Regions from separate parts of the Mus musculus genome. Here regions 2, 3 and 4 are each linked to region 1. Evidence: chromatin contacts called from public Hi-C, HiCAR-type and HiChIP or PLAC-seq data. All regions are on one chromosome and are shown on one strand. The core of a region is the stretch at or near the end of the contact, and the rest is flanking DNA. Distances in the headings are between cores, read along the strand shown.

The links. A called contact is a pair of places that touch in the nucleus more often than the background predicts. HiCAR-type assays count read pairs that join an accessible place to other places. HiChIP or PLAC-seq counts read pairs in DNA pulled down with a chosen protein or histone mark.
Region 2: a contact with region 1 is called in an H3K27ac HiChIP or PLAC-seq map of stem cell-derived neural progenitor cells, with 8 times the contacts expected there. The contact joins two enhancer-like sites. A contact is called at or near these places in 3 of 115 datasets of contacts at active chromatin or transcription factors (astrocytes, embryonic forebrain and stem cell-derived neural progenitor cells).
Region 3: a Hi-C map of cortical neurons shows a contact between it and region 1, with 10 times the contacts expected there. The contact joins two enhancer-like sites. A contact is called at or near these places in 1 of 39 promoter capture datasets (hippocampal neurons), 30 of 484 Hi-C or Micro-C datasets (the HL-1 cell line, adipose-derived mesenchymal stem cells, cardiomyocytes and 17 more), 11 of 115 datasets of contacts at active chromatin or transcription factors (SST interneurons, VIP interneurons, astrocytes and 8 more) and 2 of 9 other capture datasets (embryonic tail and embryonic trunk).
Region 4: a HiCAR-type map of PVALB interneurons shows a contact between it and region 1, with 8 times the contacts expected there. The contact joins two enhancer-like sites. A contact is called at or near these places in 1 of 484 Hi-C or Micro-C datasets (embryonic fibroblasts), 4 of 115 datasets of contacts at active chromatin or transcription factors (PVALB interneurons, forebrain, neural progenitor cells and 1 more) and 1 of 9 other capture datasets (embryonic tail).

Annotation. Positions count from the first base shown.
Region 1 is chr13:28,413,195-28,421,079 of GRCm38.p6, reverse strand. Gm40841 (a long non-coding RNA gene) reads left to right here. Exons shown (of 3, transcript XR_003950511.1): 1 at 1-1,995. Among named protein-coding and RNA genes, the nearest start is that of Gm40841, 4.4 kb to the left of the region's middle. Within about 2 kb of position 3,394, at least 225 of the 459 cell types and tissues checked have an H3K27ac peak or open chromatin away from gene starts, as enhancers often do. A contact at or near this core is called in PVALB interneurons, SST interneurons, cerebellum and 8 more, where this site is marked.
Region 2 is chr13:25,748,488-25,756,372 of GRCm38.p6, reverse strand. No RefSeq gene overlaps it. Among named protein-coding and RNA genes, the nearest start is that of Gm11351, 210 kb to the left of the region's middle. Within about 2 kb of position 5,167, at least 34 of the 459 cell types and tissues checked have an H3K27ac peak or open chromatin away from gene starts, as enhancers often do. A contact at or near this core is called in embryonic forebrain and stem cell-derived neural progenitor cells, where this site is marked.
Region 3 is chr13:25,928,080-25,935,964 of GRCm38.p6, reverse strand. Gm11351 (predicted gene 11351) reads left to right here. Exons shown (of 4, transcript NR_045062.1): 2 at 5,001-5,205. Among named protein-coding and RNA genes, the nearest start is that of Gm11351, 34 kb to the left of the region's middle. Within about 2 kb of position 2,959, at least 52 of the 459 cell types and tissues checked have an H3K27ac peak or open chromatin away from gene starts, as enhancers often do. A contact at or near this core is called in SST interneurons, cerebellum, cerebral cortex and 6 more, where this site is marked.
Region 4 is chr13:25,948,340-25,956,224 of GRCm38.p6, reverse strand. The region is part of intron 1 of Gm11351 (predicted gene 11351); the gene reads left to right. Among named protein-coding and RNA genes, the nearest start is that of Gm11351, 14 kb to the left of the region's middle. Within about 2 kb of position 3,159, at least 2 of the 459 cell types and tissues checked have an H3K27ac peak or open chromatin away from gene starts, as enhancers often do. A contact at or near this core is called in PVALB interneurons, where this site is marked.

The sequences.
Region 1 (7,885 bases), core at 2,145-4,644:
AATGACATAGGAAGTCATCTCTTCACCTATTCACGAAAAGTTCTCTGAATTTGATCAGCTAGGATGATCATCTGTATTTTTTTCTAAAATAGTTTACTTCTACATTTCGAGAGTGCCCAAATAGGTTATATGCTTATTTTGGGATTTGACAGAACCTGTGGACGCCAAGGTCATCACTCTCCAGTGTGTGGTCTGTACTAAACCAGCAGTAGCCACTCAGCACCTTCCACAGAGGGGTATTCTGGGAAGCAGTTGTTGGTTGTCATTTTGTTGCAAAGTAAAAATATCTAAGTGGCTTAAGGGCTTTGGCCAGTGTTAGAAAAACATCACCCCTATTTGCCAGCGTGAGGTGTCAGTGTGAGATGCCAATGTACAAACCAGAGACCTGTTAATTCAAAGAAACAAACATTTCCCTTGTTTCCAGTGATGACTTTTGGGGGGAGAATCTTACTGCTGTATATACCTTTAAATAAGAAGTCACAATTGATTTATGATGATTTTTTTTTTTAAAAAACAACAAAACCTGTCTCCTCTTTTCTCCCTACAAAGGGACAAGGTTTTCCCTCTTGGGTGAATACTGCATGCATCGCTTGCCATAGAAAGGGTGCCGTCTTGGCAAGCCTCTTATTAGTCTAAAAATAAATTATTCACAATGCAGGTTCAGATACAGATTGCAAGGAGAGATAATAGAATTGGTTTTCCAAGCCTGATCATGCTCGGAAGACATGGTATGTGCTTTTCAGGAATCCACTTCAACGGAATCAGCTTTGACGAGTACACACAAGAAATAATATTGCTGCCATCCAGCTTGTGTCTGCGGTACAGCATCCTCCGCTTGTCTTCAAGGACCCACAGTGCCTCTTCATCAGTGTGCAAAAGTCCATATTGCTCAAGCATTTCTTCTGAGATGCTGCCCTCCCATTGTTCTTTTAAGGAAATTTCTTCCTGGCAGCGTGAGAGGGGCACTGCCTCCTACCCCCCTTCTGCCTCGGCAGAACAGTTGACCACAGCAGCAGCCGACTCCGGCTCGTCATGTGCTTCCTCATGTGATGTAGGTCTGCGGCACTGTGGAGCAATCGCATTTGAGACTCGGCACTCGTGGACAGACGGGCGTTCAGGGACTGGGGAGTTTTTGGAGGGGGGTGGGGAGGCCAATAAACCAAGAAAACGTCAGAAATAAAAGTCGCATCAAGTATGCTGATCTCTGTATTTCCTATTTTTGTTTTGAAATTTGATTTTAACTATTGTTTTTTTTTTTTCTGGTTGTGTCTGTATTTTTTCCACCCCCACAGGCGCCGAGCTGCGCTGTTTTCTTTCTTTCTTTTTGATTTTTTTCTTTTTCTTTTTCTTTTCTCGAAACTCTGAAGCCAGACTGTCTTCTTCACCGCTCCCGGGCTGCACCACTGTGGGCACATCAAGCTTCGTCTGGCTCACCTGCATGGTTCCGGCTGATTCCTGCCTGAGATGGCCCATCGTACAACTAGGATCCCAGAATCTCCTGTCTGCACTCTGCGGAAGAAGGACCTATTTCAGTCTCTGGCCAGGGTCTCTCACAGCCGATGGGGTCTTGGAAGACAGGGTGAAGTTGCAGAAGACTGGGGTGGGATGCGAAGGCATGCGAAGGACTTGGAAAGGGAATTTAGGAATACTATACATCAGTGCCCACCGATGATATGCATACAGGGCGAGGGCAGCCACCGCCCCTGCCTCACGCACCTAACCCCGGCTGCTCGCTGGGATTGTCTGAGGGGGACAACCCAGGTCTGGATGTGGTGGCATTTTTTCAGAGAGTGGAACTGAAGATGGATGAAGCAGGTACTTGCTGTGTCTGCTTGGCAGGGCAGAGCTGGAGAAATGGAAGGGGAAAAGAAGAGATGCTGACTGTCGTAAGATTGTCTGCTGCCAGCTCCGCAGTCTTAATCTAAGGAAGGATGGCATAGTGGATCTGCCAGCACGTGCATGGAGGAACTGTAAATTGCAGTGTGGATGTCCCTGGTACTGTCAAGGAAGAAACTGATGGGCTGGGTGACTGTACAGTGTCCCCAGAGAAAAATAGCAGCCTTGCAGCATGGATTTAAGTGCATGTGCATGCGTGTAGAGACATGGAAGAGACTGTGTAACACATACACACACAGAGAGAGATATGAGAGAGAGAGAGAGAGAGAGAGAGAGAGAGAGAAAGAGAGAGACTCTTTGCTGGGTTGGGTTTGATTACAAGCCAGTGTTTTCAGCTCCTGCTCAAGACCTATTTCCTGGCTAGCCAGAAAGCTCGGCCAGAGCAGCTGCATATAGACTTTTCTTTTTAACGGCATAGCAAACCCCTTCAGTTTTAACTCCTTGAAGTTCTAAGTGCTCAGCGTTGGGCTAAGGCTCACTGTACGGTTTTGTTTTCTTCTCCTACAGAGCCCTGTAAACACAGCTGTATTCAGTATGGCAGAAAAATTCTGTCCCTTAAATAGAAATGCGATCAATTTAATCAAAATAAATGTATCCCAGATGACTCTGAGGCCAGCTGGATACCACAGGCTTCAGAAGCTAAGCATTCAGTGGAGATGGATACAGTGTTAGATTTACATGCTTTCAAATGCTAGGATCAGCTATGCTTAATAAAGGAAATTCTTTAAGGAAAAGGGAGGGTCCTCCTGGCACCCAGCTATAGATGGTGACCACAGGTGCTGCTGCTGATCCTGGCACTGGGGTTTGTGGCTGTCGAGCTTGCAGGGGTGTGTGGCATGAGGCAGGGCACGGCTGATGTCAGTGTGAAGAAAGCTTGCAGCCTGCTTGAGGCTGTAGGAAGGAGGAGGGTGGCCTCTCATTGCCTCTGTCGGGGCTTGGCTGGTACTAGAAGCTTGTAGATAGATAAGGGTGAGCTGGGTGAACTGAGCTCTGAGCCGGGAGCAAGCAGCTTTCCCAGTTGTCATGGGGGCTCCTCTGGGACGCCTGTCTGGCCTGTCCTCCCACTGTTTGTTAGAAATTCTACAAAGCGGCTCTGTGTGCTGGATTATGTTTGGCCAGCTGTTGGTGCATTCCTGAGGGTGGGGTGGAGACAGGATCTTATTACTGTACTTCCAAACTGTAGATCTATGTGGGGAGAGAGAGAGAGAGAGAGAGAGAGAGAGAGAGAGAGAGAGAGTGTGTCAGGATGTGGTGGGGAGAGGAAAGAAACGCAAGCAAGTCTGATAATCCCTTCTCCTTCTCCAGGTTGTGCTAGAGGAGCATTCAGAAAGGCTATGAAGTGAAAGAGAGAAAGGAGAGGGTAAGGGGTGGGAGCACAGTGGAACAGCCATGAGACAAAGCAGAACTTCAAAGCTGCAGAGACGAGCAGAATGTCAGCAGCTTGTAATTAGCGGTTCATGGTTGCGTCAGAGACTGTATCTCTCCAAGAATAACTGTGTGCTGTGTGCCACAGAGTGCAGAAGACAGTCATAACTAAGTTATCAAGCACAGTTCAAATGAGGGCAGACACATGAAGGCATTTTCTGTTTGAAAATTAAGCAGGGCTGAAGTGCACATCTCACTGGCTGGATTCTGCCTAACTTCTGGCAGGAAATGCTCAGCGTATAGGAGGGTGTTTGTTAGATCAAACAGGGGACCCATAAGCATGCAGACTGAGCATGCAAGCTCCGTCCCTGTAAAATACCGTCCCAAACAGCCCGGTACTGCACTGCTGGGGTCCTGTCTCCGTATATACCCATTCGCTTTTGTATGCCAATGGGAGAAAGTTAAAAGTACACCCAAGGACATATGTCCCCATTAGATTCTAAAATCCCTACTATAGAATTAAAACCTGACTGCAGGTTCTGAGTTGTTTTGGTATTCTTAATTTATACGCTGAAGAAGCTCTTTTTTTGCAATTATCTTGTTGGTAACCCTGTGAGGAAGCGACATACCACTATATGATGTTGAAGGGCACCTTTCCCTTCCATCCCCTGTCTCTGTTATTTGGAGGTGTGGGGCGTTCTCTGGAGCCTCCAGGAGGAGCTGGTGGGAGGAGCTGATTGGCTAGCAGGCTCAGCGTGTTTACTCTTATTTGTTTTCAGTGCTCCTTCGCAGCGTGCATTTAGTATTTGTATTTGTGTTCATGCTGCACAATTACTACTGACCAGCTTTGTTTCTCTGCCCGAAGCGAAGTCAATTTTAGTTCAGCCCCTGCAGTTGAGTCCCTGGACAATATGCACATATGTATTATGTTACCCGTGTATGCACTTTTCCTTTTAAAAACGTGGATTAAGGAAAATTGTAGGCAAGGAGAGACGTGTATATGAAATCAATAGCTTTTTGAATCACATGTAATATAATTTAAATATACTCACTTTAAGATTGCCAAAGCCTATGTTGTCTGAGCCCAGTTAATTTACATCTTCGATTTAGTCAAGAGGTGGAACCTGCCAGATCAGAATGCTGTATTCTGTGCACCCAACAGGGTGGAAGACATTATTTTGTTTGTGTTAGTTCAAACAGCTGGTCATTAATGCAGTCCCCATTTCTAGAGAGAAACGCTGGTGGACATGAATGGCTGTCTGATTAATGCTGCCCCTCGGAGGGTCCTTCACCCAGCCATGCTCCTGCAGAATAATGTAGCATGATGTGATTGCACTCTAACAGGATAGTATGTCATTGTGTCACCAAGCAATTGAGGTTATTATGGGGCAGGGCAGACAGACGGGACAGTGGGGTTACTAGACCGTAGCATTTTTAGAAATACAGGCCTGACCTACTTAGAGTTATTCTGGCAGGCAGCTGCACGGTACATAAAGTCTCCTGATAGGCTGAAGCTGTTGCTAGGGGGAATTAGCATGAATTTTTCCACACAGAGACTCAGCGACTGAATGATAAAAGCTGACTGGAATTAAAGAGATTTGGTTTAGCATTGTACAGATTGATCTGCCTCAGTTTTTTTTTTTTTCTTTCTCAAGTGCCAAGAAAGAGTGCAAAAAATAGAGACTTCTTTTTGTTTGTTTGTTTCTATTAGTTCTTTGACCTTCTCCTTCTCTTCCTTCTGCCCTTCATCCCCAAGAGCCAGGAGGGCAGGAGAACAGAGCAGTTATGAAATTTTGGTTAATCTCTTATTGCTGGGGTCATTGAAACCATGTTGCAAATGGCATGATATTTAAGCTTCAGGACTGCTGGGCGTACCTAGCAGAAGGGCAGATGGGTTTTTTTGGTCCCCTGTGTATCAAGCTGTTTTGGAGTTGGGCATGCATCTTTTATACACTGTATATTTTATACACCCCTTTCCCTTTTGGGCTTGAACAAAACATTTACATAAATTCTTTTCTATCCAAACAGATTGAAGCTTGCAATTGCTGGCTTGTTTAAAATAAGATAGTAAGATAGACAAGATTCCAGATTTAGAATATATATATATATATATGTATACACACACACACACACACACACCATTTTTTTATTACAAAAGTATTTTTTTCTGGGCTATGTTTGTCTTTTGAAAAGTCCAGTTTGGTGTTTGTGTTCAGGGATAGAATTGAACTGCTCCCACCCCACCCATTTTGTTTCCCAGTGTACAAAAAGCACTCTTTTGTTTGTTTGTTTTGTTTTGTTTTGCTTTGCATTTTTTTTTCTCTGCAGAAGAAAGTGTGGCTGTAGAATCCAGTCTGGAGACTGCTTTTCCATGTTGCTGACATGGGCACTGAGTAGAGAGAGCTCACATAATCAATTTTGCAACATGACCCACTTTCCCTCCCCAGCATTCCCAAGTGTCTGCAGTTTTAATAGCTCTTTACAAGAAGAGGATTTTTTAATAGATCATTTAAAAATAATCTGAAAGTCCATCAAGAGAAAAATTAAAGCAATGCGTATTCAAGAATACTTTGGTTTTTTTCCCCCCTCATCTTAATTATATGCTATCTGTGGTGTTTGTGCTGAAAGTAGTTATTATTCTGTTATATTTATTTGAAATTAATTTTTGTAAGAAAGTCCTAGGAGTTCACAAGTAAACAAGGAGCTGAGGAGCATAAGTCCTGGAAAGGAGAAGGAAGAGGGTGCTCAGCTGTGTCGCTGGATTTCCTGGCCATGTGTAAAGAGGCAAGAGAATATTTATTTGTGGATTTTCTTATTTCCATTTAGGTTTAAAAAGTATTCAGAACTATGTAGATACAGGCACTGTAGTGAAAACAAAGCAAGAATAATTTAGTGGTATCTAACCCAGAAAGCTATTGATCATCCCCTTTAAAAAATCCATTGAGTGCTGTTTATGTTTTAGACACCTTAGGAAAGAGAATGTGGTAGGGTTGAATTGTGCTCTCGCTAGCTAGGAGTGTCCCCACAATAGCATTAATCATGAGGAGCTCCAAGCAAGAAACCATCTTTCATAATTGAATAACTGGTCAATTTGCTTTTATGAATATAAAATATCCTTGGGTGTTCCTCTTTACAAAGTGATGCATTTTTTTTCAAAATTGTCTTATCAAAGGAATATTTTTGGCCTTTCTTCCGTTGTAATTCACTTTGATTAAGTTGGTATAAAGGTACTTAAATATTTAAGTGCTAGAATATAGAAATAAAAAGTCAACTTTAAAACCCCTAAATAAGGACATATTTTAAATTAGTGTTCTTTAATACATAGATGCCTAATTTAGGGAATCTATAGCCTGTGTCCAGGTATGCATGATACTCACAGTATAAATGTCCGTTGTTTAATGAAAAATGAGTTGGCCATATTGAATTGTTCAGTATAATCTTACTTGGATGTTTAAGTTGTTAATTTTTTCCCCTTTCCCCTTTCCCCTTTTCCCCTTTTCCCCTTTTTAATGGTTTTCAACCATTACTAAAGAGGTAAGCATTTGGTGTGCCAACACAAACAAAGAGAACATAGTTTTGAATGTAATTTATGCTTACTTAACTTCGGCTAAAGTTAACTTCCAACATTCACTTAGTGTGTGTCAATAGTATTCGCTTCATCCACTGCCATTGATTAGACAGCCAAAGGGACAAGTACCCGCACTTGTTACATTGATTATTTATTAGGTGAGCATTTCTTTCTGCTCACACATTAGCTATCTTTTCCAGTTATAAGGCCCAAAATAGAGCAGTGAAGTTTGGGGGATTAGATCTTAGGGGTCACTGAGTTCAGTTAGTATCCAAGTAAAATATCTCCCTCAAATATCCAGTTCAAACTCTGATGTCACCTAATCCCCAGAGTTTGGGGAAAGGCCTGGGGGCTTTGCGTCCTAGTGCTTAGAGGTGATCAGCCCTTCTGATATCTCCGAGTAGCTATAGCTCTTCCAAACCATCTCAATATTGTTGAAGAACCCACAGTAAGTCAGACTGTGCCTTTGTGAAGTCATGCTAGCATATGGTAGCCCAAGGATTTTCAGCATCAGTATTTGAATAGTTAGCGTTTCAACGATTTATAAATGCCCAAGCTGTGCTAGCTGAGATCTTGTCTGCCCCTTAGCCTGAAACCAACCTGTCTTCCTTTTCACTGCTTTCTCTTCTTAGTTCAGCATTACATGCCAGTTAGATTCTCCCAAATCTCTCCTCCTTCTTTTGTCCATGTGCTAGGTGCAGAGAAGTTGGTTGATTGATGAATGGATGAGCAGACTAATGATCATCCAGCTAGTTAAAAAATGAATACATTGGTAGCTATTCAGAAGGAAAAAAATCATAAATGTACAATGAAATTGGCTATATGTGGACATATTTAGTGATGAAAATCCAAGTAGTTAGGTTTTATGGGCTTCCTGATCGCTATGCAATTACTCACCTTGCCTAATATAGCTAAAAGGCAGTAATAGACAGTATATAAATGAAGGAGCCTGACTGCCTTTAAATAAAACTTTATTTATAGACACAAGCAATGGGCCGGATTTGGCCTAGGCACTATAGACACAGGTATATTGTCATCTATGGTAAGTTAAAGATA
Region 2 (7,885 bases), core at 3,918-6,417, 2.7 Mb after region 1:
TGCTCACTTACCATATCCAAGTTAATTGTTTGGTTTCATAAACACTTAATGATGCTTAACTTCTAGAATCTTCTGCCAGGTTTTTAATGAAAAATGAAGAGCCCCCCCCCCTCAAAACCACAATCAAATTTCTGTCTGTTAAAACCTCTCTCTCTTTCTCTCTCTCTCACACATGCACACGCACACACAAGCACATACACACAATTCACATTGTAATGCCACTATGAAATCTGCTTGAATTTTGGGTGACCTGAAATCTGCCAGGACCCATTACAAGCTGGGATATTTAGTGACCAGTAAACTATCTATCTATCTATCTATCTATCTATCTATCTATCTATCTATCTATTTATTTATTTATTTATTTCACACAAAGCAGCAGTAGTTAAGCAGCTGACCAGGGGCTGTGCAGTTCCAGCACTCAGGTGGTAGAAGCAGGAAGATCAGAAGCTTATGGTCACCTTGTCTACCTAGTAAATATGAAATGTTTAGGGCTAATGAGACCCTATTGTCCACCATCATGTCCAAAAGGAAAGAAAGCATGCATGAAAAAGACATAATGAAATGCATTGATTTATATGTTAACATTTAAAAGAACTAATTCAAAAACCAACAATAGCAAGTGCTGTCTTTGAAAACAACACCCCTGGTGCAACCTCCGATTATATTGACATTTCAATGATGAATCTTTGGAAGAAGAGCATTCTATCTGGAGAAAGAGTGATGGATGTTACAGTCTTGATATCTGAGGTTAGAAGCCTCATTATAGCATACCACAGGCAATAAAAAAAATATGCCATGCATGCATGATATATACATATACTCATGTTTTGAATAAAAATACTATTTAGTCAATACCATTTATATAACACAAAACATCATCTCAGAGATCCCTTTCCTCATTTGAAAGTGTCACTGTGAAGCAGATCTCTTAGTCATTGAAGAGTCTTCTCTATCTATGCTGATCCCAGCCCTGGCAGTTGGCTAGGAGGTTAATCTTTTAAGTAGACGCAGCTTTGCTAATCTTTTACCAAACCCACATCATAATAGGTTGGTTAATCAGATAGGCTCCGAAAACTCAGCAGCCTCTTACATCTCATGTTTTAATTTAAATTAACTCAATGATTTTATATTTTTAGTCTCCTAAACAAAAGTATGCCCAGGTTTAAGCCCAGGCATGTAGCAAGGCATGTAGCTTTCTACCAAAGGTGTTTTAAGCTATTCCATTTTTTCCCACAGGGATTGCAATTTCTAAAATAATGGCTCCCCAATCCTTACTCTTTCTTTATCTATAAACAAAAAGGTCATACTAAAGAAATAAGAACACACCACTGTGTGTTTTCAGTGGTTGTGGTAAGACAGGAAATACTGCTTTTTCTGGTCTGCTGTATGCTGAGTTTCTGGCAGGCCAATTCTGGCATTAGAATAAAAGAATTCCATGTATAGGTTGGGGTTTTTTTCTCCCAGCAATTATCAGTGCTAGACATGGTTTTAAGTTACATTTTAACAGTGAGGTGGGGAGACATTGCCCCAGATGGTGAACATAAAATGTGCCATAAATTTTAATGAAGCAAATAAGTTGCTAACAACCTTCTTACTAACACTGCCATGTTTAGGGCAGACCTTAATAAAGGAAAATTAAATAGGCACATGTAACCCTTCAGCCAGTACTGAGGAGACCCAGTATGCCTTCCTAATTCTGCAGCTCACACTGATTGCACAGCCCCTGGTCAGCTGCTTAACTACTGCTGCTTTGTGGGAAATAAATAAATAAATAGATAGATAGTTTACTGGTCACTAAATATCCCAGCTTGTAATGGGTCCTGGCAGATTTCAGGTCACCCAAAATTCAAGCAGATTTCATATTTGATAGTGGCATTACAATGTGAATTGTGTGTATGTGCTTGTGTGTGTGTGTGTGTGAGAGAGAGAGAGAGAGAGAGAGAGAGAGAGAGAGAGAGGTTCTAACAGACAGAAATTTGATTGTGGTTTTGAGGGGGGGGCTCTTCATTTTTCATTAAAAACCTGGCAGAAGATTCTAGAAGTTAAGCATCATTAAGTGTTTATGAAACCAAACAATTAACTTGGATATGGTAAGTGAGCATCATTTTCTACATGAGATAACAGATATCAGGGTGGTCACATGACTCACCAGTAGCATACAGACAAGAAATAGTAATCAACTCATGGTGCTTAGACTACATGATCTAAAATGCACACACATAATGAGCCAATATGCATACAAATCATTAAGTTCACAAAAAGTAGATAAAGGGTAAAGGATGGGGCAAAGTATAGAGGATATTATTTTTAAATCCCTTGCTGTGATAGTCATTCTTAACTGGCATCCCACTGTAGAACACATAGTTAATGCAAGGCTTGTCATGAATCATTATGGATCTCAATCTGGGCTTCAAGTAATCTTCTTTTTAATATTAATTCTAGCATGTCGATTGCTACTCAAATCTCATATCATCTTCCCCTCATCAAGAAGGAGCTGATAATGAGCTCACTGGAGGTAGGTAAGAAGCAAGCCCCCTGTATCTTGGCTTTGACAGTGATTATATGATTTGTTTTATCTCTGACCCTGATATTCTTTAGGATTAAGCCCCTTGCCCATTTCATGAGAATTTAGTTCATTAAAAGAAGATAACAGAACTTAAAATCCAAGTTAATTAGATAATGCAAATTACATTGTATCACACAGCTTTAAGGACCACAGAGTGAAGACTGCAGGAATAGAGCCTTTGTGTAGCAGTGCCCAGTCACCATGCCTCACACACTTCTAATATACACAGTGTGCAACAGGAGGACGATACCAGGGGTGGAAACTCTGAGGGGCAGCCATTTGGTCCTTGTGCCTCACCTACTTATAACAGAGAGAGTGCCCAGCAGACACAGGGCTGTATTATTACAGCAAATCACTTCATATATTATACATACACACATATATATTATGTATATATTGTTTCATAAAAATATTTTTTCATTTATTTGTTTCATAAAAATAAATACAAATAAAAACATTTATGCTTTTCTCAGTCCAGCTTTACAAGTAAGTACTAAACTATCTTCAGACAGACTTAGCATCATCAAAGCCATAATACTCCACGTAATACTTCGTCAGACATTATTATCCTAGTTTTCTTGTTTCACAACCTATGCCGGTTCCTCTCAAAGTATCTTTTAAAACTCAATAAAAGACTGCTGTGCTGGCAGGGTTTATGTCAACCTGACACAGGCTAGATTCATCTGAGAGGTGGGGAAACTCAATTGAGAAAATGCCTCCATAAGACAGGACTGGATGCAAACCTCTAGAGCATTTTCTTACTTAGTGATTGATGTGGGAGAACCTAATCCATTGTGAGTGGGGCACCCCTGGGCTGGTGGTCTTGGGTTCTATAAGAAAAGAGACTGAGCAAGCCATAGAGAGCAAGTCAGTATGCACTCGTCCATGGCCTGTGCATCAGGTCCTGCTTCCTGGCTCCTAGCTTGTTTGAATTCCTGTCTCAACTTTCTTAGATGATGAACAGTGATGAAGTGCATGAGCTGAATAAAATTGTTCTTCCCCAAGTTGCTTTGGCCATGCTTATTTGTCCCAGCCATAGTAACTCTAAGACATCTATATATTTGAAAAGAGAATCTAAATTATGTATTATTAAAGTATAAATTAGAAACCTCATGTGGGCAGGAAACAATAAGCGATACATATGTAGCTGGGTCAGCTGAACTCCCAATTAATGTTTTACTATCACACATAATAAATGGAGATGCTCAAAGGGTAAATTAATATCAGATGGTTTCATTATTTTGAACATTGAAACAATCACATAACAATTACTGGCTGTGTTAGCAAGTGCTTTATACTCAGGGTTCACTTGCCTTGGTTTGGTTTTACCAGTCCTTTTTTTTTTTTAAAGCTCATTTGATTATTTTTATTTTAACTACAAACTTGATTAGTTATTTAGTATCTTCTCCCTTGACCTTTAATCTGAAAGAGAAAAAAATATTGGCTATTTCATCTTACAGAAGAACAATCTAAACTGTCATTGCTCCATCATGATAACTGGCAAGGTAAAGAAACACTGTCTCTACGTGTGCCTGTTATATGTATTACAATATATGTAATATATTATATTATATTGTATTATATATTATATTATATACTCAAACATTCATACACAGAGAAATAAAACAAATATTTTAAAGAAAATATTATTTGAACAATGCACAATCTTTTGGGATTTTCCACATTCTATATGAGTTTTCTCCCACAATATTTTGATTAATGCAAAAATCCCATGTTCCTTAGAATCTTGCCATTACCCATTTAAAGGCAGAAATGCTTGTTTTGCTCTAGTATACACTGGAGAGAAATTCTGGACAATTCGTTTATCTAAAGTGTTTAATTTCAACCTCAGTATTTCAGAGAAGACTAACATTTATGTTATATTTTGATGCAAAGGCAATGTTAATGTCAAAGCCATTTCAAAATAGTTTTAATGAAAAAAAATTAAATCAGGGTGACTTGAGAGAGGCAGATTGCTGGTTACACGGAAGCCTCCTGTTTAGAGTCGTATAATTTTCATCAGTGTCTCAGTCAGTGATGTAGTTTGACATTTGTTCCTCCCACCCCCACCCACAGTCAAACAAAGTGAGGAATACTGCAAATCAAGACTGTGGCAAGCATAGTAACCTCACCTAGATCTTAGCTTCACTGCTGTCTGAGCTGCAGCGTGGAAGGGCTTAACGTGGCTTTCCTTACTTTTATTTACGTCTGAATTTGGAGCCAGATGAAGATAAACCCACAGAACTGAGTGAGACTGAGCTCCCTCATCTATGGATTCTCACACTTCCCCCTAGACGTGTGTAATTACCCTGGCCTGTGGTGCTTATTTGCCAGATTTGGATACAAATGGATATAAAGGTCTTTTCATCTCTCTTGCTTTCTCTCTCTTTTTTTTTCCATCAGTGACGTCTCAAAGCCAAGGCAGGTGTCTGTGGGATTAAACATAATTACAAAGGGAGAGAGAGAGCAGAGATGAAGCTAGAGCGCAATTCCCAGCAGAACAGGCATTTAGGAGCCTGAGCAGGTGCTGTAGGAGGCCTGGTGTATCCAGCTAAATTGAACCATGGTGGTGGGCAAGGGCACACATACTGAAGCCTGGGATGGGGAGGGCACTAGCTGTCTCGGGGACAGACGGGATGCCAGGATGGGCCCCTTCAACTCCATGGCTACTGGAGTGAACAGATTCTGTTTCTCACTACTTCCTTTGTCGGGTGGCAGCAGGAGAAAACAAAGTGCCACTTCTTGCCATTGTGAAGCCACTTGCATAATCCCCTCCCTTTGGCATATCGTCATGAACTAGCAACTGCTCTATTATTAGATGGAAGAGTGGCAGCAGGTGACAGGGTCCTGCAACTTTTCCTTTATATAGCTCTGAGCTCTCTCGTTGGGTTTTAAGTTTTAGATGGCCCTCCTCAGCTAGAGTATTCCCATTGTGAAGAAAATTCTATGATGCCTTTGGGAACTAAACAAATAAAGTGGTTTTCTTTCTTTCTTTGGACACTATGACCCATGACTGACTAGACATTGTGTGTGTGTGTGTGTGTGTGTGTGTGTGTGTGTGTGTGTGTAAGTAATGGACAAAAAGGTCCTTCTTTGGCTCAGACAACACCTGGAGTAGCCAAGGGCTGCCAGCCTCAGAGATCAAACCAGCCTGGGCTCTGGGGTGCCTCCTTTTGCAGACAGAGCCACTGACCCGGGCTGTATCCACAGTGAGGAAGAACTCCCTGCTGAATGGAACTCAGAAGATAATGCTACTCTTTATCTGGTCCCAGTGGAGGGTGTCCAGCCATGAGGAAATGACAAGGACTGGGGGGTACTTTATTCTTCTGTTGCTGCTGTGCATTCTAAACTCAGTGAATGAGGGAGACCTTAAATGCAAATGGGGAACTATATTGCATCTTAAAAGAAAGAAACTCTGTTTTTTTTCAGACCCTAGAAAGAAAGTTTTTGCAGCTGAGTTGGTTTTCCTTACTCTCAGAACTTGCAGGAAAACAAATGTTAGCATTCTATATTAAAATAAAAACCTCATGCAGCAGTTACTTTCCAGTATCAGGGATACCACCCATCGCATACTTGTGCATCCCAGCATATAATATTTCTATGACAGGATTCCACTTTAATATAGTGCGTACTATTAAGTAGGACTGGTGAAGTGATTGGCATTTCGATATAGGTAAATATAAAGAGAGTCTATGGTGAAGTTACACATTTCATACAAGGATCTGGCAGAAACTCTACTTGTGTATCATCAGTTAATTTGTAAAGAACCTGGGTGCAAACCCTGTTGCTACTCAAAGCTCAACAACATCTTATGACATATATTGATGAGCAAATATGTTTAAAAAGCTAGAATGAAGCCTTAAAATGGTCTCATGAGGATTATGGAAACAGCTTAGCAGGGAATGTGCTTGCTGAATAAGCATGGGAACTAGGTTTTTGATTCCCAGCATCCCTAGGCAGGGTGACATGGACCAGAGAACCCAGAGGTGGACATTCGTGTCCTGGTGATTCACTAACTTCCTAAAATGCAGAGCTCTATACTCAGTGCTACTCTCCATCCCAACATGTAAGGTCAACAGGCAGTTGAAAGAGACATCTGGATGTCTACCTCTAGCTTCCAAACAAGCCTCCACGAGTGAGAGCAACCCCCCACCCCCTACCCCATACATACCCACGTGCAATGAGCTCATTGCTAATATATGAATATATGAAAATAGGTCAGGGCATGCCAAAGAACACACAAATAATTGGATACAGAAGGACATGCAAGTGTGCATGTGTGTATATGTATGCATGTGAGATATATATATAAAATCTTTAATTCACATGACATTAATAATGGGATGTGAATCTGTTGCAAGGGAAATGAATATCACAAAAGATTATTAAGCTGGAAATTTTGAGTAAAAGGCAAATATGGTATGGATTGTATTGGGTACGACATATGGCATACCTTTGTCAAATACATTTAAAGGGACTATGTTAAATTGGAAGGGAGATTATGGTCTGTCATCCTGGAAGACAAGGAACCATGTGATGGGATGCTTTTCTCTCCACTGATGAGTGAGATGCAGAAAGAACATTAGACAAGATTAGGCTGCTCTTTCATGTGGGCTCAAGTCTTGGAGTGAAACAAAACCATGACAGCCATGACATCAAGCACTAAACTAAAACATTTCTTTCAGATACATGTTACGAAAGTTCTAATTCTTTATTTTATAAACATACTATGTGTATTTTTAGCTATTTCCTCAATACTGAAATACACCCTTTTGGAGGGAAGCAGAAGGTTCATAAAGGCCTTCTTGCTCTGAAACTTTACAAGGCTGAGGAAGCTCAGAAAGGGACCAGATTTGCAGGACACTTCCCTAAGGCAGTAAAAGCAGTTGCTGGGAAGAGGAGACTGTCCCACTACAGGAGTTCCAGGGAGGCATCTTTCATGAATCATCCTCTCCCGTGCTGGAGTGAACTTTTTGGTGATACAGCTGCCTTTGAGTCACACATCCTCCTGTTAGGGAACTCCAATAAACTGCTGGTTCACCAAACTAGACTTGGGTGGAATGGTTTCTTTAATGTGTCATCGAAGACCTATCTGGGATCAGAACAAGTTCATTCGGGTCTCTACTGGCAGCAACATATACAGACTAACCTTTATAAGGACAAGATATATGTTCATCATTGTATAGGGACAGCACATAAAACCACAGGGAAGCCTAAGAAAATGGACATGTGTTTAGTGACAATCAGTTGCAATCCACAGAGTTTGTTGGGTACTATTTACCTAGTAAAAGTTGGAGCCAGAAAACAAGTTGTTCT
Region 3 (7,885 bases), core at 1,710-4,209, 2.5 Mb after region 1:
GTGTAAGTAACCACACCAGACTAAACAGTTGGAACTCGGGTGCAAGGACGTCAAGAAAATTAATGAAAAAGAACAGGAATGGTCATTTGTGTAAAACCTAATCACCCTTTGTTGACTGCTCGCTAGACTGGCCCAGAGAACTTGCTGTGTACGTGGAACTCCACATGCAATGGCGTAGCTAAGGAAGCACTGATTCATTAGTGAATCTTGAATTGTAGTAACATCCGGTAAAGTACACTCTGTAGGCCCAGCTGTTATATTAATTGAAACAGATCTATCAGATGGGGAAGCTAAGTCTTTATAGGCAACTGAACCAATGCCATGGGTTACAGCCAAGGGTGGAGTACATCGTGGAGTCAGACCTAAGATTTTAGGATGCTTCCTTTCAAAAATCCAGGCCTTAACTCTAAATCATGATTGTATGACTGTCTCAGATGTAAAATATAAGGCAAAAAATAGTTTTTTAAAAAAAATAGTTACCATTCCTATTTTTATTGGAATGTGAAGAATTGATCTTTTTCTTCATTGCAAAGATATTTGCACAATGCCATTTCATCAGAGACACCCTGAGATACTGGCTGAGGGCTTTCTCAACTCCCATCAGCTTTGGTGATAACATTATGACATTTTCCCTTGACAGATGTTTCTTTGTCACAATGTCACAGAGATACCTCTTTCAAGAGTTTTTGTTTCATTCATTTGAAGAATTTCTGTGCCACTCACTAATTTCTGGTGTGATATGTGGAGACTAATTGAAGAAATTGTTGTGTCAAAATTTTAATTAAAGCCAATTAATATAGAATAGTTCATTGTGGATGCATTCAAGGCAACACAATTTTCAATAATCAATGAGCGAAAATCACAAAATCTCTAAGTGAAAACTGAAAAGTACAGGACTCTGCCTCTGGGAGCAATTATAGTAGCAGAATAATTAATTGTAGCGCTTTTGTTTTGTTATGATTTATAATGTCTGAAGCTAGGTAGTAATACAAGCCTTGAGATAGGATGGGACCATTGCAGCCTTTCCTCTTTAGACAATACTACAGGAGAATTGAGGGAGAAAGCTATTTAGAATTGCTGGTGCATGCTGAGCCTAGAAATCCATCTACTTTGTATAATACTTACTTGAATATTTACCTAAGCAAGCAGCTCACATTTTCTGGAATGTACTTCTTACTTCCTGCATTAGAGCGGCCAAATCTTCCCTATGTCCTTTCACATTGCATTACCCATTAAATACTAGAAATTGGCACCTCAATAGTATGCCCCATGATTGTTCGGTAAAACTGGTCCATATTCTCTATATGATAAAGTTATACATATCATTTCAAAGATTGTCCTTCAATTCAATATATGATATTATACCAAATCCCATGCCTTTAAGTTGTCATCTATATTGGTTCCTGTCTGCTGTAGGTAAGTATAATATCATATATTGAATTGATTTCCCATTTGTGTTCTTGAATGAATGATCTAAAAGTCTGGTCTTTGCTTCACAGTGCTACCGCTGAGTTTTCTTTTCTGAGCCCTAGAAGGTCTGGAAGCATCAATGACACAGGATAAGGCAAGTGAGGTACATTTGTTACATGGAAAGGCTAGTTGTAATGTTTCTCAGAGTAGAATGATGCAGAGGCTCGAGGAAGACAGAAGGTGGCCATAGCAACACTCCTGCCCATGCCCTCCTTCTGATCAAAGTTAATGAGTTGTAATCAAGTCAGATAAGTGAGTAGCTAACTAATTTAAAAGGAATAAAAAGAAAAAAAAAGGTTTCACAGTTCTTTCCAAGTAGGAAAATACATCTACTTAAAGCACTGCAATATGTCCAAGAAACTGTCAGCACCGATTATTAGGCCAGCTTCTCAAGACTTGACCCTTTGTCTGGGAGTCCACAGATGACCTTGAGCTCCCTGGAAAGGCAGTATCTATAAATAATGCATTAATCATTTTCACATGTGGGCCAAGTAAAAAATTCATATCTGCCCGTGGCTTTGAGTTGTTCTTTAGGATGCTGCTTAGGTTTTCTCTGTGGCAACCTTTAAGAGATGATTGCAGAATTTGCTGGAAATGGGAGCATAGTGTGGGCCTGTGCATTCCAACAGGAAGCTGGAGCTGTGCTTAGGAGTAGGGAAAGGCCGTGGCTGCAACATTCAATTTAAGAGTGACACATTTGTTTCAGTATATGCATTTTGTGTTTTTACTGCTTTGGTAACAGCATGAATTATCACCAGTAAGAGTGGAGCCTTCTTTTGCAAGTAGACCTCAGATAGGACATTCTAGAGGCCTGAGAACATTTCACGGACACAGAATCTGTCTCTTTCTAGCTCACCAATACAGATTTAAATTTTACACAAACAGTCCAAAGGGGCCTACTCATGTCAGGAGACTTTCGTTTGGTTTATAGTTCTGTTTCCAGTATCTTACTTACTGTTAATGAGCAATACTTAATGCGGCTCTGAGCATGCATCTGACTGTTGAATGTCTAGGAAATCCAGATTAATGTTGTATAAAGCACAGAGTCAATCTGCTAGCAAAGCACGGGATTTGAGAAAAAAAAAACTGGCCTGGCTGGATTCCTCCTGCCTCCTACTCCCTCCAAAATCTCCAAAATACATTTTTATCATCTCATTTAAGCTTAGACCTTGGGCCTCAACAAGCCTCTTTTGGTAATTAAACTATGCCTGAAAAAGAATAACAAACAAAGAAATGAATCAGAGACCTTCCTCTACCACCAAGAAAAACCCACCATGCCTGAAGTTTTCAATATTGTTTAAAATATTTATTTCCTGATCATTTTAATTGTATATCAGCTTTTCTGAATGAGCCTTGTACAAAATAAAGGGATTTTATTTGCATCTTTTATTCTCTATTGCTATGGACAAGAAAAGATTATGCCAGAAGAGAAAGGGGGAGGGGAAGACAAAAAGGGACTCTGAAACTGGGCTATTACTGCCATCTAGTGTGCAGACTGGCTGTCCAGAGGGGATGAGAGTGTCTTTGAGACAATACAATTCGAGTTTGCAGAGGATAGAGTCAGGGATGAGAGCACTTCCTCCAAGAAATACTCTCCAAGCTAGTGTCTTTCACCATGTAATGAACTCTTTTGCCATAGAGCTTTGAGTATATGGCTGAACAATATGAAGCACCCTATTTCTTCCAGCAAAAACTGGAAGAACCCCAGCCAGGTCTAAAGGCATGTTATTTCTGAGAATTTGTGTACTAGCTGCAGATGTTGGTAAGCAGGGGTAATGATTTATGCAGATGCCTGTAACCTTTGAATTGGGTCCAGATAGCCAAGTGTCCTCTGCCTTCTGCAAGGAAGGCCTTCTTTCCAAGAGCAGGGCAGGCAGTTTTGATGACTTCTTAGTCCTTTTCAAGTCTGTGGTTCTAAGTGATGCAAATAGTATTTGCTGCTCATGAGCCTACTTTCTCTGTTGCTGATAGAAATTCCACTAGGCTGAGACTCACTGTGTGAGAGTCTAAACATTAAACCTCTTCACAGGACCAGAGGCAGGGTGGCATCTCACAGGTGTTTCATATATTCCCTCCTTCGTGTGGTGCGATTATACAAAATCCACAGGGATTCTCTCACTTCAAAGTCCCTGCCAGTTCTGGCATGGATTCATTCTGGTACCGGCTAAAGACACTGCAGCTGAAATCAAATCAAGCTCGACTTCTTTAATTCACCTCAGAGCAATGCTATATCCACTGACTGCAATTCTCACTAACCCTAATACCTCACACCTTCCCATCCAGCAGGGGTTTGTTACCTTAAAAGCAAACAACTTCAGTGCTCTGGCTATATTCATAAACGATGGCTTCAAAACTCAAAAGGCAGAGACCTGCTGAGATAATGAAAGCTAATTTAGAGACTCATAAGCACAAAAAAAAAAATCTAAGCTCAGAGGAATTTTAAGTCATTACCTGTGTCAGCATAACCTAGAACTGCTGGCTTTTTTTTTTTTCCCTGTTTTCAATGTAGCCTGTAGCTTCAGGTATCTAGAATGAAAAATTAGCTCTGTCTGTCTCACAAAGGTACCATTATAGGACAAATGTGCCACTTACTATATCCATGGTGGAAAAGAAAGTGATGACATCACAGTAAGAAGGGCAGGAGCTCCAACATTTTAGGGAACCTGTAGATGGAAAAGTATACATGACAGCCAAGGACATGGCTTAGTGGCCAAAGTGCCTACCATAAAAAGCAGGTATGGAAAGCAGAGTTGGATCCTCAAACACACTTGAAAGGCAGGCAGGCAGGATGACACTTAGATTCCCAGCAATCTGGGGGGTTGGAGGGGAGGTGGAGTCAGAGTGCTAGAGACCATCTAGGTAACCAAGCAGCACAATCTGTAAGCTCTGGGCTCAACAAGAGACCCACTCAGTGAATGCAAAGGAGAGTGAGGAAGACGTCAGATATTAACTCTGGAGCCTCCACACAGTTGAATACACCTGTACACCTCTCTTTCTCTCTCTCTCTCTCTCTCTCTCTCTCTCTCTGTGTGTGTGTGTGTGTGTGTGTGTGTGTGTGTATGTGCGTGCGTGCACACATGCATGTGTGCATATGCACACAGAATACACATGAGAAGTCAGGAAGACAAAAAATGTTCATTATTATCTGTAGATTCCTCAGAACATTGTAGCTCTCTGTGTTTGTGAGCAAAATTCAGATGAATTTTCTACTGTTATTTCCATTCTCTGAAAAGTGAAAAAGCAAGAGGGGTTAATGTGTATTTGATAGCATGGGTGAAAACCGAGGATTGGATTTAATGGCTCTGGATCTTACTAATGAGTATGTTATAGAGATTACATTGCTTCACATTTGGTAAGAAAATGGGAGAAAAAAAAACTAATTTAACTGTAAGTCTTAGGTGCACATAAGCCAGAGACCTGCCCATTGTTTAGATTCAGGGCACTGAAACTGGAAATCTGAAGGCAAATCTATTGATTCATCATTAAGCCTGGTTCAGAGGTGAGTAACATTTTCATCTTATTTTCTGTAGGATTAATGTCTGCTTTCCTCATCAAAGACCCTAGGATGGAAAACTGACCCTCACCTCCGAGAAAAATGGTGCCCTTCCTTCTAAGCCACTAAACTCTGGAGCCCTGCCTCCCCAGTCACCTGGCCTCATTTATCCTGCTGCTCTAGATTTGTCCTTCTGTATCCCGCATGAGTAATGCAGCCATTGGAGAACACACAGCCTCCTGGTAAGGCATTCACCCAACTTCTCTAGGATTAATCGCGGGCTAAACTGCTAAATAACATACTGATATATTAACTCCATTAAAATCTAATTCAGTGGCAATAACTTCTAGAAAGCCAACAAAGGGCTTATGAAGAACAAAGTGAAAAAAATCCCCCAAAAGGTAAATCACTGCACTCACTGGAAGTAAATCAGAGTGAAAGACAAGGGTATGAATCAAAAGAGAGCATTGAGTCCCCATCCTGGCCAGCAAGTCTTGTGTTCTTCACCAGGCCTACCCTTGAATCCAGGTAGAGAGAGAATGGGATGCTGGTATAAACTTAAGGAAAGATGCTGAGGCTACGGGGCCTGTAAAGATAATTAGTCAGTAAGTATTTGCCGTGCAAGAATGACTATCTGAGTTTGACGCTGGATCACATGGTAAAAAGAAAAAAGAAAAAGAAAGAAAGAAAGGTAAAAGAAAGAGAGTGGATAAGCATGGTATTGTATACATGCAATCCAAGCACAGGGAAGCCAGAGACAGGAGAGCCTTCAGGATTATTGGCCTACCCAAAGGAATGCATTTGAGACCAGTGAGGAACCACATCTAAAATTAAGTAAATAAAAAGATGGCATCTTAGAGTTGATACACAAGACTCTCTTCAGGTCTCCACACATGCACACAAGCAAAAACAAGTCTACACACTAGACACACACAGACACACACAGACAGACAGACACACACACACACACACACACACACACACACACATTAGCTAATGGAATGTAGACAAAATAATTTTGATTTCATTTTCGATGATTTTCTGCTCAAGAGAGTGATTGTAGATATTAGCGAGTCTGTTCCTTAACCTTTTCCCATGAAGGCAGTCTTCTTAATAAAAGATAAGGGGGGAAGGGGAACTGAATGCCCACCATAGCTTTCCTCAAACTTTCAAGGAGAATGAGGCATGGAATAATAAACCGGAAAAAGCAAAGAGGTGGGAATTCATTTGAAAGACGCCAACAGAAGACAATGTAGAGAGAAGAGAATACTGACTTCTGCAGATAGCTGGAGAATAGGCAAGGCATTTCCTTCTCTCCCCAGCCTCAGAGGGGGAACATCAGTTGTCTGCTGACACCTTGACCTGTCTAATCTTTAGAGCCTTGAAACAATAAATTTTTGAGACTTGAGTCACCTAGTTCATGGCCTATTGCTGTGGCAGCCCTCATAACCATAGATTCTGGATTAACACGATAGCTCGTTTTAGTGTCTGGATACCAGCAGCCATTAGCAAACTTTGATACTAGCTAGACACACTGCTGGGCATCCCTGTAAATTCCTATTTGCCAGGTTTATATTTTAAATCTCAGTTTTACAGAAAAATAAAAACAAACCTTCAACCCAAAATCATTTTCTAAGAGAACTGGGGTGGTTTCTTTTACTCTTTGTTCCTGCTCAAGGCAAAATCTGACATTTGGAAGAATATAGAATCTAGGTAAAAACAAAGAAAAGAAAATAATAGAACAAGAAGTGGTGGCGCATGCCTTGAATTCCAGCACTTGGTAGGCAGAGGCAGGCAGATTTCTGAGTTTGAGGCCAGCCTGGTCTACAGAGTGAGTTCCAGGACAGACAGGGCTACACAGAGAAACCCTGTCTCAAAAAACGGATGATAAATAAATAAAATAAAATAAAATAAAATAAACTTTTCTTTCTTCTGAATAATTTCATGTATTTATACAATGAAATACAATCATATCTACCACATTTCCCTTCTCAAATGCCCCATGTCTCCCCATATTATACAAATATATATATATATATATATATATATATATATATATATATATATAATTGTCCTTTCTTGTATAACCCTCTAAGTTCAATTAGTGCTACCTACATGTGTATGTGGAAGACAACCCACCAGAACAGGGAAAATCTTCTTGTGGCAACATAATAAAAATGAAACAAAACAAAGAAACAGAAAACAATGGTTCTTCATCCACCTGCAATTGTCTATCCACTGCCAACAGCTCCTCCATGAGGTGTAGGTCTGGAAAGCTCCTCTATCGTTTATATTAGCCCTTTTGATGGTTTGGTCTTATGCGGGTGTTGAGCAGATAAAAGATATTTTATTAGGTGCACTATGTTGAACAGTCCTGAATTTACTGAACTTCCATTTCTGCTTCAGAACTTCATCGAGAATCAATACCTAATTTGCATATTAGATACAGGAAAATTGGAGGACTAGAACAGGGGTGTTGAGCTTTTCCTCTATAAATCACTTGGCTTATTCATGTGAATGCTCAAGGACACAGTTGGGCCCTAGTGTCCTGTGTTAAATCTGAACCCAGCTTCCATGGTTCAGTTTTGTTTGAGACACTGCCAAGTCCTAGCTCATGAACCTATCTGGAGATATAGAGAGAAGCTTTGTGTGAGACTCAAGCCTAGAAATGCAAGATCTGACTGCCTGTCTGTCACCGGGACAGAGTCTTTTGTTCATTTCTCCCTTCTGAACTTCAGTCCTCTCATGGACACAATTGTGAATTATGAATCCCCACACTATTTATCTTAGAAGTTATTCTGGAGTCTTTTGGACACCTATCCAACTCCAGACCAGGCTGTGTCATACATCCAATGTGCCAGCCCAGTGTGATATGCTCTGGGTTTCATCAAAGAAGCTTTGCTTTGTAAAAGATGGATACTG
Region 4 (7,885 bases), core at 1,910-4,409, 2.5 Mb after region 1:
GAAGGCACGGCAACAGTTCTGTAGTTTGCATCACCTCCTGTAAAATTCAGTGTGGCACATTGAGTAACGATCACAGAAGGTTTGTCAGTTGCAATAGATGTCAGGATGAAGGGGCCAGGTAGCATGGCATTGATACAAAACCATGTATCTTAGAGTGACACAGAGTGTTGTAGATATTCCACATACCATCTGCTCTGAAGAGACTTCCTATCATTTGTTCAGCATCTGCTTATTACTTGTATTTGACTTTTGCTTGGTTCTTCCTAGATAGAGAAAAACTCTTTCTAGTTCTCTTCTACATTAGAAAAGGATTAAGACAGACTTACCTAGACTGGACATGTTGCAGTTTCCTTTGCTACCTGAGTCCTGTTGACATTTCTAATATGCCTCTAGGATACACTTACTGTTCGTGCTGACAACACACAGGTAAACTAACAAGGCTTCCTGGTGCCCAAACCCCTATGCCCACAGCAGTTTCTCCTCTATGAGGGATACTGAATCCCACAGTGCCTGCATAATGTTTGTCTCTGCTGCTCACTAGATTTCTGATGGTAAACCATCTCCACACCATCCCTTGAAGTCTATGTTCTTGCTCAGCCTCTGAATCATCTGGAAACAGGTACAGAGGACTCCCGAAGGCCATGCAGGAGGAATGAATTAGGGCTTTAGAACTCATGGAATGTGGCCCACCTGTTACCACAGCCATGTGGGTGAGCCTCAGTGTGGCATAACCCAGAGAGAGGACCATGTTTCCTAAGGACTTCTTACTTTTACATAGCTCTGCTCTGCTTGCTGCCCTCACACCCCAATTAATCTAAGAAGTGTATGGAAATTTTAAAGTGACTTCTGGTCCCTCACTGGACAGTATCTCTGGAACTCAGTGATAATGCTTGATCTCTTTCAGGCATTGTTGGCTGGAGTAAAAAAACTTAGCAATGTAGATTGTCAGCACCTTACAAAACACTTGGAAAAATAAATTTGGTAGTGAAGCTAGGTTGAGATGCTTTTACTACTGGTTTTGATGTAGAAAACCCTAGAAAACAATTTATAGTTCAGAAGGGCATACATTTATTAATTAAACTAGAGACATTTTATGGTCAGGGAACAAGAACAATGACAGCACTGGCTGACATGACTCTCACTGAGGCTGGACTGGTGATAATTGATACCCAATTTTATACCCATTTTTGCCCGCAGCTCCATGCCATGATTTATTAAGAATTGCTGATGAGTAGATATGCATTATGAGGATTTAAAGTATATATAACTGATTTTTATATAAGAATTTAGTTTTGCGATTCTTTTGTGATTCTTACTAGATCACTTTTAAAGATAAGTAATAAAATAATCACTCCTTTCTTTGTAATCACAAATTGCTGCCTGCAAGTTAGAGAAGCTGGCTAAGAAAACTACCTTACTTGCTTATACTTTAATCTATAACAAGTTGCTTAGGTACGAATGTACGTACGTGAGTTTTTGGAAATAATTTTTTTTTTACCTGTGCTACATAATGTTCTTTCTTGTAAAGATGTTAGGGATCACATTTTTTTTTCATGATAATTCACTAGAAGAAAACTAAAATGTAATCACATTGTAATTTTAAACTACTTGAAAGATTTTGCCTGGATATATAAACTATGGAATGAAAAATGTAGTATGGAGGTTGGAACATTGTTCCTTCCATCTATCAAACATGTATATGTATGTATATATGTAAAGCTTGTATGAATGGGGGGGGGTTGAAACCCTGTTTCTTCCACTCATTGACTATGTGTATGTATGTATATATATAAACCTTGCCTGTGTGTGTGTGTGTTGGAGCTTGATCTATCCACCAACTGTATGTATATGTGTATATTGTGGATGTATAAAATGCTTAGTCTGCTTACTGCAGCTTTGCTCTAACCATTTTATGTATGAATGTGTATATGTCTGCCTGTAGGTCTGTATGATATATGAATGCACATGTGTATTATGTATGCATGAATGTATGCAGGTATGTATATATTCATATGTACGAAGTTATTGGACTCTGCTTTTCATTTCATCCACTCAGTGTGTCTGTGTGTGTCTGTGTGTGTGTATTTGTGTGTGTGTGTGAGAGAGAGAGAGAGACAGAAAGAGAGAGAAAGAGAGAGAGAGAGATCGAGAGAGAGAGAGAGAGAGAGAGAGAATTTTCTCTTTCTATTCTCAAACCGCTGGCTGCCATAAACAGCAGCCCCTATAAGTATCTAGATCCACCCCAGTCAGCATTGGCCACTCATGGGCTGCCTGCCTCAGTTTACCCCCTTGTGTCAAAGTTGGTCTTTTGCAGAGGACAGTAAAGATGCTGTGGATCAGCCTTCTCTTACTGCCTCAGTGTCACTCTCCTGGCAACTAGTTTTCTTTGACAATCAAATGTGCACTCTTATTTGTTTTCTGAGGCAGTGTTAACGTCTCTTTCACTATTTAAAATAGCTATTCATTTTCTATATGAGTATACAAGACCCCTATTGGCTGTAGGACAGCCATGGGAAGAAGAGTGGATATTCTTACATCCCTTTAATGCAACCTAGCAACCTTTTTAGTCTCACTCTGTCTGAGAAACTAATAGGGAAAACATATCTGAGTGTCCAGACTTCTGTTACACTACATGACTGTACAGAAGGCTGCCTGGAATTCATGGTCATGATTATGAGTTAATATGGGAATCTCAGAAATTTCTGAATTGTTCTATACTTTGACTTTTTAGATACGTTTTCTTGTGTAGATGGTGAGATGAAGAATTGATTTTTTTGTAACTTTTATTTTTATTTTGATTTTATACTGGCTCATATTTTTTTTCAAAATTCAGTGATGATTTAGATACATTCTAAGCTCTAATTTTGTGACACTAAAGCCTGCAGCTGGGAGAAAATATTTAGAAATGCTACTGGAAGATTTCGGCTAACTCAAGTTGTGGGAGATTGTGGAATAAATTCTGTTCCAAGTAGGGAAATATTGTCTAAAATATACCTGCAGTATATAATAAAACATTTAAGGTAAGATGTACATTACATGGACCCTCTTGAAACTGCAAATAAAAAAAGGTACATATTTGTGAGGATTGTAATGAGTAGGTGTGCATACCATATACTTTCACATATATGCTAATCACTGCACTGTGAATAGCCAATCACTGATTGCAAGGTAATCTGCAGATGTGAAATCTATGCAAGCATCTAAGGGATTTAAAACCCAATAAGCAAAGGAATAGAGGAAAATGACACCCTCTAATTGTGATTACTTATTTTCCATGATGCACTAAAGAAAATGTGGTTTTGTTGTATCTAATTAGGTGGTTATCGAGGATATAAGAATCTAATAAGAAAGCTTTGTTAATCCACAAATGCGGAGACCAGGCTCATTATGAAAGCCTTGTATCTGTCTAGAGAGGCAAGTTGTTGTGTGTATGTGACACGGTGTGAAAATTTATGAACTATCTATGGTATAGATGTAAAATAAAATTTCTTCACTGCTTATGCAAAATTATTAATAAATGTTTTTAATCCTTTATTTGATCTATTGGGGGCATTTTATACTTATTTAGGTATAATAATACACAAATGTAAAATGAAACATTTGTTAATTGAGCATTCTTTATGCGTATGTAGTGTGTTGTATGTTTGTGAGTGTGTACACATGTGGAGGTCAGAGGTCCACACTAGATGTCTTTCTGAATTGTTCTACACTTTAACTTTTGAGATAAGGTTTCTTGTTGATTTTGAAGCTTATCATTTCATCTAGCCAGTCTGTCCAGTGTGCTTCAGAATCCACTGTCCATTTCCCAAGCACTGAAGTAGAAGGCATACACTGTTTTAAGTGGCTTTAAATTGATGCTAGAGATACAAACTCTGGTCTTGATGCTTATGCAAGGAAAGTTACTGACTGACTTGTTTCTCAAACTCAATCGAGTACTTTTTTATACTTAATATTATCACATACCAAGTGATTGTATATCTATCCATGTCTATCAACTATCTGTCTATCTACATATCTATCTACCTATCTATCTATCCATCTATCATCCATCTATCTTATCTATCTATCTATCTATCTATCTATCTATCTATCTATCTATCTATCTGTTGATATCTATCTATTCATTTATCTATCCAGATTTTTCTCTCTCTTCCCATGTACCTAGGAGGCAGGCACAATATTCTACCAGTACTACAATGGAAGATACTGCAATGAGAATCCAGCACACTTTAGAGGTCACCAAACCCAATTAAGAGCTTGAACTTGTACCAGCTGATTTCTAGACAAACACCTTGTAAAGAATCTTAGATGTTGGCGGCTTTGTTGGTAGTAATGAACACAATGTATTACAGTGCTCTTCTGAGCCAGTATCTTCTTTATCCACCTACAGGTTTATATTTGTAGCAGTAACAGTTCTTTCTGTACCCAGACCCACAACCTGCCTGACACTTAAGCAAATAAGCACTGAGCTGCAAGCAAGCATATTCTCTGAGCTGGATTTCTTATACTATAAACCCAGCTGTTCTTCTGCCTTGTAAAATACACTAAACTGGAGCAGAGAACTCCTAGGAACAGAAATGAAACCATGTGGAAAATTCTTTTCCTATGCCTCCATTGTTACATTAAGCATTATCTGATATTAACTTGACTCATATGACAAGGGAAACTTGTACCTCATTATTTTTCTCTCTTGGCAAGTACAGTTTCCATCTTTCTTTTTTTCCCACCCAAATATTTATTTCTCCAACATATTTTTTTTCTGTTTTTAATATGATGATAGATCCTGGTTAAAATTATTGCTGTGTCCCTTTTTCATAGTGTGCTACTATATCTGAGATTCAGCATCATGTAAATACATATGTTAGAAAGGTGTTATTTTTATCTTCCTGGTCATACATCTAAGGGCATGTTTCAGTTCACAGTGTATGCTGTTGTCCTGCAGACAGAGAACACAGGAGAGACATATGGGAAAGTCTCATGTATACCAGAGTTCATTGTTCTGATTTGTACAATAATTATCTTCTGTGTATCTATGCCTCCCTTCAGGCCACTAAAATGAAACTTCAACTCAAGTAAAATGATCCCAAGAGTGACTAAGACATTTGAATTCTGCCTTCTTCTGTGCCACCCTACCCCCACCCGCACTGCAGTTTTGTTCCTAAACATCTTGGTACTTGGAACAACAGGAACATATCACAGTGTAAACACTACCTTCTCTCCTCTCCTTAACAAATGACCTCAAGCTTTTAGCAAGGTGAGACTACCAGCTACAATGAAGAAACTATGAAATTGTGTAGGATTGAACATCATAATATAAAAGCCAAACTTTTTAAATGTATATAATGTCCAGAATTTTATTGAAACACAGGTCTGGTATGTGTCAGGGAGATGTAGGTCCGGGTAAACAAAGAACTATTCCTACTACTGTATACTACTCTGAGATTATACCTTTTATATTTGGTAATGAAAAAAATTCCATTATATTTCTTGAGACTGATAACCTAGAAATGACTTCACAGCCATAAGGAGTAATTGGTCAGGCGCTGTGAAACCATGGCTTCGGGGTAATCTGCCCTTACCTCTCTTGTTGTGCGGCTAATAAACTACGAATGTTTCCTCCTTTCTTCATTTTTATTGACAATTTTTAAAGGAATTGGGATGAAGAAAAATAGATAAAATATGTGACCCTACAACTTTTGCATGATCATGTTTAATCTGCTTCTAATTTAAGGCCTCCAGGAGGAATTAACATTTTTCAATAAGAGTCTAAATATTACATATATTTAAAAGTTTTTTTTTATTTATTACGTATTTTCCTCAATTACATTTCCAATGCTATCCCAAAAGTCCCCCATACCCTCCTCCATACACTTGCATATTTGGTTTTGTTTCTTATTCAAACCTTCAAAAATAAAAAAAAATAAAAAAATAAATTCCATCGATGCTATAAATAAACTCAGCAGGCACCTGTGGGCACATGTGACCAGTCAGCCCAAGTTTGAAGATTGAAGCCTCAGGATATGATTTGTCCACAAGTCAAAGTGGAAACTGAGTCACTACATAGTTAAAAAAAAATACATCAAGCAAGAACCATAATTTTCAACATGAGCATCACCTTCCAATGGACTGTATGGACTATGACACAAACACTAAACACTAGCCATGTCTGAGGACACAATGAAGGCCTACTTCTAATTCACTAGAGAACCTTAACTAATGCAGAGAGAACAAGTAAGGCGAGGCTTCCTGAACAATGACAGATAAAGGCAGGTCTGAAGAAGAGAGAGAACCATGCTTATATTTGCAGGATGTGCCTCCCAAATGACAACCTGAGAGTGAAGAGCATATCTCTAACGTCTGAAGAACAAAGAGGAGACAGGTGTGTCTAGGTTGAAGAACATCAAGATTTGAGCTCTGAGTGGCAATTACATTATGTAGCATACCATAGGCCATGCATGGCTTTGTGGGCTTTTAAGAGTAATTTTATTTATGTGTTTTGACTTTCTGTCTGTAAGTATTTTGCCTGTGTCTGTTTGTGTACCAACCAGGAGTCAAGTGCCCATGAAACTAGGAAAGAAATCAGATTCCATGAAACTGGAGTTATAGATTCTGTGAATCAAACTGTATTCCTCTGCAAGGAAAGCAAGCTCTCTTAACTATTGTTCTCCCTCTCTCTCTCTGTCTCCCTCTCCCTCTCCCTCTCCCTCTCCCTCTCCCTCTCCCTCTCCCTCTCCCTCTCCCTCTCCCTCTCCCTCTCCCTCTCCCTCTCCATCCTTACCTCCCTTTCTCCCTCCATCCTCCGCTCTCTGTCAGTAACCTTCAAAGCATAGGGTCTTTTTTTAAATGAGAAAAAAAATCAAGACATTTAGATAATAATGAAAAACATATATCTACAGCAAACTCCTATTGCTCTGGCCCTTACAATATTTCCTCCCCTTCTTCAATGATCTCTGATTATTGAAGCCTTAGGTGCAGGACTTATATTTTAATGTACAAGCTGGAACTGGGCTCATCAGCTTCAGTGTGTGTGTGTGTGTGTGTGTGTGTGTGTGTGTGTGTGTGTGAATTAGTTAAAAATGTCACAATTTTAAAACACAAAAAGGAGGTATATTGGGACATTAGGAGGGGAGAAGTGGAAGAAGAAATTATGTAAAAATAATATCAAAAAATTAAAAGTTATCTTAAACATGTCTAAAGACTTTTCAAGCTTAGCAATTTAATATCAAGTAGTGTTTAGGAGCATTGCTGTGTAATGGAGATGTATCTTTATTTATATGTATGAATAATTATAGTTAACATAGAAGATTCATGAGAAAAAGCCATTAGTTAAACATGTCTTTCCTCACTCCATTTTAATCTATCTCCTTGTGAAGGTATGTAAACTTACATGTTGAAAAGGGGACTGAATTTTGTTCTTTTCAAGAGAAAAAAGCAACCAAAAAAATATTGTCTAAGAGAAATGCCCCTCCCATACCATGATGAGCCTTAATTAGTTAAACTAAGATAATATATTTATTTTATTGTCAGGAATAAAATGAATTCTGGCTTTAAGAAATGAATAACAGATTTTTTGCCTCTACGCAGGAAAGTATATTTTTAAGAGATACTAAAATATACATTTGGATTTTCCAGTGTATTTCCCCCTCTTTTGCTGGCTTCTTAATAAGAGGCCTGGCCACTCAGCAGTGTTTTATTTGTTTTATCTGCACCTGAAGTCAAACTGCAAAACAAGATTGGTGTTTTAAAGAGATTAAGGAGTAAGAAGGGATCTTTAGCAGCTTAAGGCAATTACTTAGTTCTCCTGCTTGTGAGAGATTTTCATTGTCTCAAAACATAACCCTCTGTGCAAAAGGGAAGCACATGTTTATTTGTTTTCAGGCTCCAG